Linked DNA regions of Mus musculus: region 1 is linked to region 2. The links are chromatin contacts, called in public Hi-C maps. All regions are on one chromosome and are shown on one strand. The core of a region is the stretch at or near the end of the contact, and the rest is flanking DNA. Distances in the headings are between cores, read along the strand shown.

Region 1 (5,082 bases), core at 1,608-4,107, 170 kb after region 2:
ACTCATACATACATTCACAGGTACACACACAAATACAGATACACAAACACACAGACACAGATACACAAACACAAACATACATATACACATGGTATGTGCACACACAGACACAAAGACACATATCTCAAAATAAAGCAAGAAAAAAAAAACCTTTTCTTTTAAGACAAGGTTTCCCTGTCCTAGAACTCATTCTATAGAACAGGCGGGCTTTGAACTCACAGAGATCCGCTTGCCTCTGCCTCTGGAGGGCTGGGGTCAGAGGTGTGGGCCAACACTGCCCAGCAGAAATAATGTGAATCTTAACAAAAGTAAAAGAGAAGAAAAAAAAGAAATTTAATCCCAGTACTGAGGAAGCAGAGGTAGGTAGGTAGGTCTTTGTGAGTTTAAGAACAGCCTGGTCTACACACTGAGTTTAGGACAATCAGAGCTGCATAGAGACACTCGTCTCAAAACAAACAAACAAACAAACAAACAAATTTTCTATCATATATATTAATTGTGGAACAAGGAAAATACAGAAAGCAAAGGCAGAATGTTAGGAGGAGCCGGCTGCATTGTTTTTCTGTTTGACGTTGTAGAACGCCACTTTGAAAAAGCCTTTGAAAATACTACCTCTCTCCATCTTAACACTCTTAAAATAGCAAGTTGGCCGTGGCCAAATCCGGAAAACACTCTACCCGTGGTGAAGGTTAATGTCACTGGGAGCTGTCACCTGCCCCAGTAGGACGTGACAGAAGACACTTCCCCTCAGTGGCACTCTGAAGAAGGCCGAATGCGGGAGGAAGCCATTAGAGAAACCCCAGCTGATAAGCACTGTGCAAGAGGAGTACGGTCCCCCTCAACAACTGTTCAAGGCTGTGAGAAACAAGGAGTGACAAGGACACCTTAGAACAGGAGATGGCAGAGCCAAGGACACTCCAGTGCCCAAGCTGGAGCCTGGGACCCAAAGGTCACAGGGGATTCAGAGCTTAGCAGACAGCCCTGTGGCCGGCTGCTGAGCTGTAGGGAGTGTTCCTTGATAACACACAGAGCAAATAAGCAGGAGAGCAGGCGAGGCATGCACGGAGATTCTAGAAATATATACATTTGCACCTTTATTTCTTCCCAAGCTGGAAATTACGCTGAAATAAATAAGCTTTTAAGACAAACATTATCCTTGAGTTCCATACTTTAAAAAAAAAAGTATTTTTCGAATGCTTCTTAAAAAGTGGTTTTGAAATATCTAAAGCAGGAATTTAGACACATAAATCCACAATAGTAATGTGAGATTTAAAAATACCCCACGGACATGGGGTATTTTTAACACATGACTGATATTTAAAAATACCCACTGAGGGCCTGGAGATGTGGCTCAATGGGCAGAGTGGTTACCCACCATGCCCGAAACCCTAGCTCCATCCCTAGCATGGCATAAACCACTGTGGTAGTCCACACCTGTGATCCCAGCACCCTGGAAGTGAGAAGATTAAGGCTCCCATTGGTTACTTACTGATTTCTAGGCCAGTCTGAGATTCATGAGGCCAAATCAAATCAAAATTCATAAGAGAGAGAAAGCAATTGACATATTAATTAGATGAAAGATATTTTCAAATATTGCTTCCATTCTCCCATTCCAGTGTGCCTTCCTGCTCTCTTGGGAAGAGGTGAGGTGGAAGTGGCTTCCCAGAATCCCTTGCAACTGGTATTTTATTTGTTGTATCTATTTAATTCGGGGCAGGGTCTTATACACCCAGGCTGGCCTCTGAATTCAAAGGCAGAGGGTGGTGCTGGGCAGACTTCACATTTTACTTTGCTTCTCTCTCTCTCTCTCTCTCTCTCTCTCTCTCTCTCTCTCTCTCTCTCTCTCTCTCTCTGTCTCTCTCTCTTTCCCTTCCTTCTCCCTCCTCCTCCTATTTATTTATTTATTTATTTATTTATTTATTTATTTATTTATTTGTCGTTTTTTTTTTGAGACAGGGTTTCTCTTGTATAGCCCTGGCTGTTCTGGAACTCACTTTGTAGACGAGGCTGGCCTGGAACTCAGAAATCCGCTTGCCTCTGCCTCCCGAGTGCTGGGATTAAAGGTATGGGCCACCATGCCCAATACATTCAATTTTTAAAAATTAAAAAATATTCAAAAACTAAAAACTGGGTGGAGGGGGGAAAGAATAGTAAATAAAGTCACCACATGTGGGATCAATAACTAATTAATCATAAATTATAATATATATAATCAACAACTAATTATACTATTAACAATAAATATAAATAATTAATAGATTAATGGATTATTAAGTGCCATATCACTTGGTTTTTAAATTTTAAGAGCCAAGTGATATGTGCATGGGAGTGTCACCCATAGCTATGAAATCAGGCAAACAAAATCGACCACAAAGAAAAACCCCAAAGTTCCACAGAGTAGAGGGTTGAGAAATGAGAGGAAGTTTAAACTTTTCTATTTCTTGACGTTCTATTCGACTAGAAGGCACATGTGTGTCTAGATATATTGTATGCCAGACAATATTAAAATATCTAATTAGGAAAAATAATCAGATTTGAGTTTAACAATCCCCAGGGGTTTCAGACACCTCCTCCACTCTGTTTACAATCTTAGGCAGCTTTCGGCATCCGGGGGGTCTGCGATTCCTTTGCCCACGCACCCCGCACCCCGCCCGGTCGCGTGGAGGCAGAATGATTGGCACCTCCTCCCAGAAGCCCTCGGCAGGGAGCGAGCGCCTCCTGCTGGACAAGAACGCCAGCACCCCTAGGGAGCCGTTGCTGGGCACCACCAGGTCCTGCCTCCCACCCCTTGGATCCAGGACCATCTTCTCCGCATCACGTGCTTCTTCCCTCAACCCCCCCCCCCGGCCCCCCAGGAGTAGAAGGAGAAGGAGCTGTAGCAGCTCAGATGTAAGCGGTTGGAGCTTTAGGTCGGAGGTCCTAGTGCGTTCAGGGACTGGCTTGATTCAGAGTCCTGTTTATAGGAGTGGGGTATAGATAGGGCTGAGATTTCTGCTCCGTGTGGAGCTGGCTTTTGCATTTCTGGGAGAATCTCCTCTTTTCTGCTCTCTGTGTGCTTTTGGGCAGTCTCTGAACCAGCTAGGGTGAAGCGAGATACCTCATTTCACAGTGTCACTGATAAGTAGTGACTTTTACCCTTTTTCATTTAAGCAGAAAGCTTAAAGGGTAAAAAAGCTCTTGGGAAGCTCAGAGGAGTGGCCCTATCTGGATAGCTTCCCTTCTGCAGACTAGTGCGAGGAGTGGGGGTCGGGGGAGGGAGCATGTCTAGGAGGTGAGTTGGCAAGCCGGGGAGGACTACCCAGTCAGGCTTTCCCTGAGACCTCCCTCTTTTCCACATAGGCCTGTTGACAAGTTTTTAGCCAGGGCTGGTGGACAGAGGACATTGTCTAGGTTCCAGGACTCTCTGTGTGACTTCTTGGCTACTGGAAGCTCCAGAAGTCTTTGTGGTACATCACTGGACTTCCCAGATAGAGTACTGGTCTGTACAGAGGGGCCAGCAGGAATGGAAGAGGCCAGCAGCCCCAGCTTTAGACAAGCCACCACTGTCGAAGGAATGGTTTCCCCAGAGGATCCTACACTCAGCAAAGAGGGGCTCAGTGCAAAGGGCCCGCCCCCATCTCCAGTCCTGCCCCCTTTCCGAAGGAAATGCAGGAAGTGTGGAATCTGTCCCCAGGAGGAGGAAAAGTCAGGTTTTTCCCTGAGGTTTGGTCAAAGACCAGATGGGGACCCTCCCGAGTGTGCTTCTCCAGAGGCCTTTGCAGGTCCCCCAAGGCTTCTTTCTTCTAAGGACACTGAGCCTGGAGAGCCAGGTGGAAGTTGGGTGGAATGTGCTGTAGAAACCGAGGTTGAAAACATGCTCTTTTCTAAGGATGGGGTTGCGCCAGACAGCCTTGATCACCTTTTTGAATTCCCAGGGCTCTTTGGAGGCGAGCCCCTTAGTCTGGTCACCCAGGAGCCTCTTCAGAGTCCAGCACTGTACCCAGAGGTGCTGACTGAGGATTCTACAGATCAGCAGGAAGTACAGCCCGCGTTTGTGGTTGGCAGCCCTGGCACTCCACCTGACCCGGTGGGGCCAGAGGACAAGGCCCAGTCAGGGTCCAGGATGGAGCTGGAACAAGGACTTTCTGCCCCAGCCAATTCCTGTGCTAGCTCCCCAGAGCCCTTGGGTGGGCTCGATGGTGCACCCCTAGAGCAGAGAAGACCTACACATGTGAAGAAGCGGCCTTGGACAAGTCCAGATGACTCAAGCCAGGATCACGCAGAGGGAGCCAGTAAAAAGGATTTTCCCAGACTGGTAAGTTGAAGCTGATAGTTTAGGGTAGGATGGCTGGGTGTGGCACTTAACAGAAGTAAACTCCAGTGTCTCTTATTGAGCGTCTTCTCTCGGACTTGTTCTGTTTGGTTTGTTGGGGACTGAACCCAGGGCCTCACACACGCTAAACAGACACTCTATGACTAAACCGCATCCCCCAAGCCCCTTTTATTTTGATATGGGGTTCTCACTAAGTTGCCTAGGCTGGCTTTGAACTCACTGTAGCCTACAGTAGCTTTGAACTTTTGACTCTAGTGCTTCAGGTTCTCAGTCTCTGGGATTACAGGTGTGTGGCTTACTAAGCCCAGCTTCCCAGATTCTATACATTGAAATTCTAGAGTCAGGAAAGGAAAAAAATAAACGACATTACTGAGTTCCTGTGAGGGCCCATTATCTGTTAGAGGCAGCAAGTCCTGGGTTCAAATCCTGCTCTAGCCTACTTCCTGGAGGAATTGCCTCCCACTATTCTTTAATAACTTTTCTCTCATTCAATAAGATTAATAATATATATAATAAGCTGGGTAAGATGGCAAATGCCTTTGATTCCAGCATTCTGGAGGCAGAAGCAGGTCAAAGGTAGGTCTCTATGCATTTGCGGTCACCCTGGTCTACAAAGTGAGTTCCAGGCCAACCAGGACTACCTGGTGAGACCCTGTCTGAAATAAAAAGGATATACACACCCCTCTTTAATGGGATAATGAGATAGGACATAAAATAAAGTGTCTAGCTCAAGATGGGAGGTAAGTCACTCCACTTCCATTATGTTTGCT
Region 2 (4,847 bases), core at 241-2,740:
CAGATCAGCGCGGCTTGTGTGGCTCAGGTTAGTGGCTTACTACCTTTACAAGTGGACATTTCCCCCAAGACAAGCTCCTTAGAACACTTGTGATTCTGAGGTACCCATCCCTGGACCCCGCACAAGGTGTTGATCCTGTTCTACTATCTGACTGGACAACTAGATGATGCACAAGCCAAGGGAGGAAGAGGCTGAAGCCTCCCATAGATCACCAGCCTCTCAACGAGCCTGATTGATCATCATGGCGTTTCCTTTTCTTGAGGCCAGGACAGCCAGTCAGCCATGTACAAAGTCAGTTCACTTCCTGGTATACAGCAGATAAGGCAGGGCTTTGGTCTTGACACCTGTCCTGACCAGGTGCTTGCATATGGGCACACAGCTGTGGAGGAGGGACACTGTCAAACTCAGAAGACCCGGTCCAGATTTACCATGCCCTTTTCCAGTACCACAGGAAGCCACTGAAACTGAGTATGGTGGCTTTGACCATGCTGTGGGTACCAGCAGCCCCCAGCATCCTTTGAGTACCAGCCAGAGTGAATTTGAACCAGCAGAACTGTCATCTACACTACAGTCTACACTCACTCTAGGCAGGATTTCCCTGAGGTGCTCTGTGGAGTCACACAGGTTTTACAACAAGCTTAACTAGAGTCTGGTACTCATTTCTGAGACACTACATGGTTGGTTTTGAGCAGGATCTCACTGTGTAACTAACTATGTAGACCAGGCTAGCCTGGGACTCATAAAAGATCTGCCTATCTCTGCCTCTCTTGTGCTGGGTTTAAAGGTACATACCACCACAGCTGGCTGGCTTTTGTGGATTTTTTACAATGAATATTTGAATATTGTGATGTGGTAACTGTGAAAATCACTTTGTTTTTCTCTGTCTTATCCTTTATCTACTTTCTGACTTGAGGATAATACTTTAACATTTATGTGACCAATTTGATGATTTAAAACCCAAGACTGAGCTATAACCCCCTAAAATTATATAGATTTATTACATAGATTATTACATAGATTACAGCTAGATTTATTACATAGATTATAGCTCATACTGTAAAACTTGGTATGCTTTTTTTGAATCCTGTGATTTCTTTATACAACATTTTCAATATCCTATGAAATATACTTGTAATTCATAAAAGTTCAAGTCAACCTTAATGAGCTGATTAATTCTGAAACTATTGAATTACTATGCTAAAGCTCAAATCAAGCAATTAAAACTCTTTTCTTTGCTGGACATGGTAGCCCATGCTTTTATTTTTTATTTTTTTTGAAAGCAGAACATTTATTTTATGACTGATTGAAATCCTTAAGATGAACTGGATGCTGCAAGAGCTGCCCTCTTGGCTTTCGGTGTTGTCCCCTCACGGAGTCCATGTCTGAATCTGCGGTAGACAATCTTTAGGTGCCTCATCCGACCAGGCCCGGTAGTGTTTCGTCTCTTAGCCTTGCCACTCCAGTTATACTTCCTCTTGCGCTTGGCAGGGTAACCACATTTGCCACAAGTCGACTTCTGAAGGTGGTAGGCCTTGGAGCCGCAGGCACAGTGTGTGTGTCTTGTTGTGACGCTTACCAAAGGATAACATTCCCTTTGTCATCTTGCTTCTACCGGCGAGGCCAAAGAGATTGGAAGAGCTAGCCCATGCTTTTAATTCCAGCACTCAGGAGCCAAAGCTGGTGAATGTCTGAGTTCTTTCTAGTCTAGCCTGGTCTACAGTGAGAGTTCTAGGACAGCCACGGGCTACACAGAGAAACCTTGTCTTGAAAAACCAAACCAAACCAAAACAAAAAAACAAAAAACAAAAAAACAAAACAAAACAAAAAACCCCAAAAGATTCCTTCCTTAAAGTTTATCAAACCTTTGTTTAAGGGGGTTGGGGGGGAAAAAAAAGAAGAGAAAACCTAAAGAAAATATAAAAGCTAAGCATGGTGGCAAAGGCCTGTAATTCCAGGGGCAGAAACAAACAGAGGGATCTGAAGTTCAAGGTTGGCCGGGCAATGGTGGCGCATGCCTTTAATCCCAGCACTCGGGAGGCAGAGGCAGGTGGATTTCTGAGTTCGAGGCCAGCCTGGTCTACAGAGTGAGTTCCAGGACAGCCAGGGCTATACAGAGAAACCCTGTCTCTTAAAACCAAAAGAAAAGAAAGAAAGAGAGAGAGAGAGAGAGAGAGAGAGAGAGAAAGGAAGGAAGGAAGGAAGGAAGGAAGGAAGGAAGGAAGGAAGGAAGGAAGGAAGGAAGGAAGGAAGGAAGGAAGGAAGGAAGGAAGGAAATAAAAGAAAGATGGTTCAGTGGTAAAGAGCACTCACTGCTCTTTTGGAGGACTCAGGTTCTATTCCCAGCACCCATAGGACAGTTCCTAATCATCTGTAACTCCAAGGGGCTCTGGCTCCCCCTTCTGGTCTTTTCAGGCTCTGTATGCATATAATTCACTTATATCATTTCTTTGTAGAACATTTTCTTTCTTTTTAAAAAATTTTTTTTAAAAGATTTATTTATTTTATTTATATGAGTACACTGTAGCTGTCTTCAGACACACCAGAAGAGGGCATCAGATCCGATTACAGATGGCTGTGAGCCACCATGTGGTTGCTGGGAATTGAACTCAGGTCCTCTGGGAGAGCAGTCAGTGCTCTTAACCACTGAGCCATCTCTCCAGCCCTCTTTTTAAAATTTTTTATTGTTTGTTTGTTTTTGAGACATGGTTTCTTTTTTTTTTTTTTTTTTTTTTTTTTGGTTTTTCAAGACAGGGTTTCTCTGTGCAGCCCTGGCTGTCCTGGAACTCACTTTGTAGACCAGGCTGGCCTCGAACTCAGAAATCCACCTGCCTCTGCCTCCCAAGTGCTGGGATTAAAGGCGTGCACCACCACTGCTTGGCCGGCCTGCCTTTCTTTCTTTCTTTCTTTCTTTCTTTCTTTCTTTCTTTCTTTCTTTCTTTCTTTCTTTCTTTCTTTCTTTCTTTCCTTCCTTCCTTCCTTCCTTCCTTCCTTCCTTCCTTCCTTCCTTTAGATTTATTTATTTATTATATGTAATTACACTGTAGCTGTCTTCAGACACCCCAGAAAAGAGCATCAGATCTAATTAGGGATGGCTGTAAGCTACCATGTTGTTGCTGGGATTTGAACTCAGGACCTCTGGAAGAGCAGTCAGTACCATCTCTCCAGCCCTAGAACATTTTCAATATCCTATTAAATAATACAATTCATAAAACCTCAAGTCAATCTTAATGAACAGATTAATTCTGAAACTATTGAATTACTGTGCTAAAGCTCAAATCGAGCAATTAAGCCTCCATTCTTGGCTGGCCATGGTGGTCCATGCCTCTTATCCCAGCATTCAGGAGAGACAGACACTGGTAAGTGTCTGAGTTCTAGGCTAGCCTGGTCTACAGAGAGAGTTCCAGGACAGCCTTTCTTGGATGGTGGAGTTGGTGCATTACTTTAATCCTAGCACTTGGGAGGCAGTAACAGGCAAATCTCTGTGAGTTCGAGGCCAGCCTTGTCTACAGTGTGAGTTCTAGGATAGCCAGAACCACATAGCGAAACCCTGCCTCGGTGTCCCCGCAACCCAGAGGCACGGGGGTGGTGTGTCCTCTTCAACATGTCAGAATGCAAGGTTCCAGGGTGGATATCGTGATGATCTTTTTCACCTTTGTCCTTAATAATTCACCCGATTTTGGCTTTTTTTTGTCCTTGTAACATCTTGTTCAGTGGATTTGAAGAGGCTGTTTCTCAGCCTCCTCCAGGGAAGACACACATTAAATTGCTTCTATCTGTTTTACAAGCTCAGATGTCCCCCCTGGTTATCTGGAGATCATCATACTATTGAGCTGACGGTGGAAAAGGAGTTTGCAATATTGGCTGGAGTGATTGGTCCTCATTGTCATGTGGAAATTAGATTGCGATGACTAAAGGAACAAAGAATACTTTGTTTCCAGTGGATCGCTAGGGAACCTCTGAGTATTCCCATTCTAATAACTGTTGGGGTAAAACTGTAGCAAAGCAATAAAGAAGGGAGCACTAACAGCCTGAATCCTGTGGAAAGGAAGGTCAGGTCCTCCGAACCAAGCATCACCAATAGCCATGTGCTGGCAGTGGTAAAGGGAACATGGAAGAAGGCAGCAACAAGTTCCACTTCAGCAACAAGTTCACTCTCTTCTTTCTGAGGCAGGGTGGATAATTCTGCAGACGCCTTTTCAGTTGTTTGGCTCTTCATTTCTGGTTTTGTATGTATGTATTTAGAGATGGGTTTTGGTATGTAGCCCAGGTTAGCCTTGGACTCTCAATCCTCCCGCCTTAGACTTCTATGTCCTGGGATTACAAGTGTGAGCTATAACACTCAGCAGTCCTACAGATAACATACTCATTTACTTTTTTGTTGTTGTTTTCATCTTTCTCTACAATGTTCCTGCTCTCCAATTTGAAACACACTAGCAATGGAGAATTTCACTGTCTGGATTCCAAGTGAAAGGAGAACTATACTAAAATCACTTGGCTTTGATGTACTTGATAGTTGGTAGCACAAGACTTTATGGCCCCCTGTGTTAACAGCCCCTGAGCCCCACCTGTTTTCTGGCCTTCTATGCCCCTGCCTCATGGGCTTATCATCTGGGTCTGCTGCTCCTGGTTTGGCCAATGGGAGGTACCAGTATACTGGCATACAAGAGAAATGAGTGTTTAGGGTTTACCTTCTTCTGGGCTGTGGTTTATTTGTTTGTTTGTTTGTTTGTTTGTTTGTTGTTTTTTTTGGAGACAGGGTTTCTCTGTGTAGCCCTGGCTGTCTTGGAACTCACTCTGTAGACCAGGCTGGCCTCGAACTCAAAAATCTGCCTGCCTCTGTCTCCCGA

Evidence for each region. Hi-C and Micro-C count contacts between places; a contact is called where the count stands out from the background.
Region 1: a Hi-C map of bone marrow-derived macrophages shows a contact between it and region 2, with 45 read pairs. The contact joins the promoter of Spocd1 here to the enhancer-like site in region 2. A contact is called at or near these places in 44 of 484 Hi-C or Micro-C datasets (the AML12 cell line, the Ba/F3 cell line, CD8 T cells and 31 more), 19 of 115 datasets of contacts at active chromatin or transcription factors (the 230-238 cell line, CD4 T cells, DN3 thymocytes and 14 more) and 4 of 9 other capture datasets (adipose tissue, embryonic stem cells, liver and 1 more).

Annotation. Positions count from the first base shown.
Region 1 is chr4:129,925,910-129,930,991 of GRCm38.p6, forward strand. Spocd1 (SPOC domain-containing protein 1) reads left to right here and starts at 2,858. Exons shown (of 15, transcript XM_017320505.1): 1 at 2,858-2,889; 2 at 3,340-4,294. The coding sequence starts at 2,888.
Region 2 is chr4:129,760,316-129,765,162 of GRCm38.p6, forward strand. It overlaps the pseudogene Gm12967. Among named protein-coding and RNA genes, the nearest start is that of Khdrbs1, 20 kb to the left of the region's middle. Within about 2 kb of position 1,491, at least 68 of the 459 cell types and tissues checked have an H3K27ac peak or open chromatin away from gene starts, as enhancers often do. A contact at or near this core is called in the 230-238 cell line, CD8 T cells, DN3 thymocytes and 13 more, where this site is marked.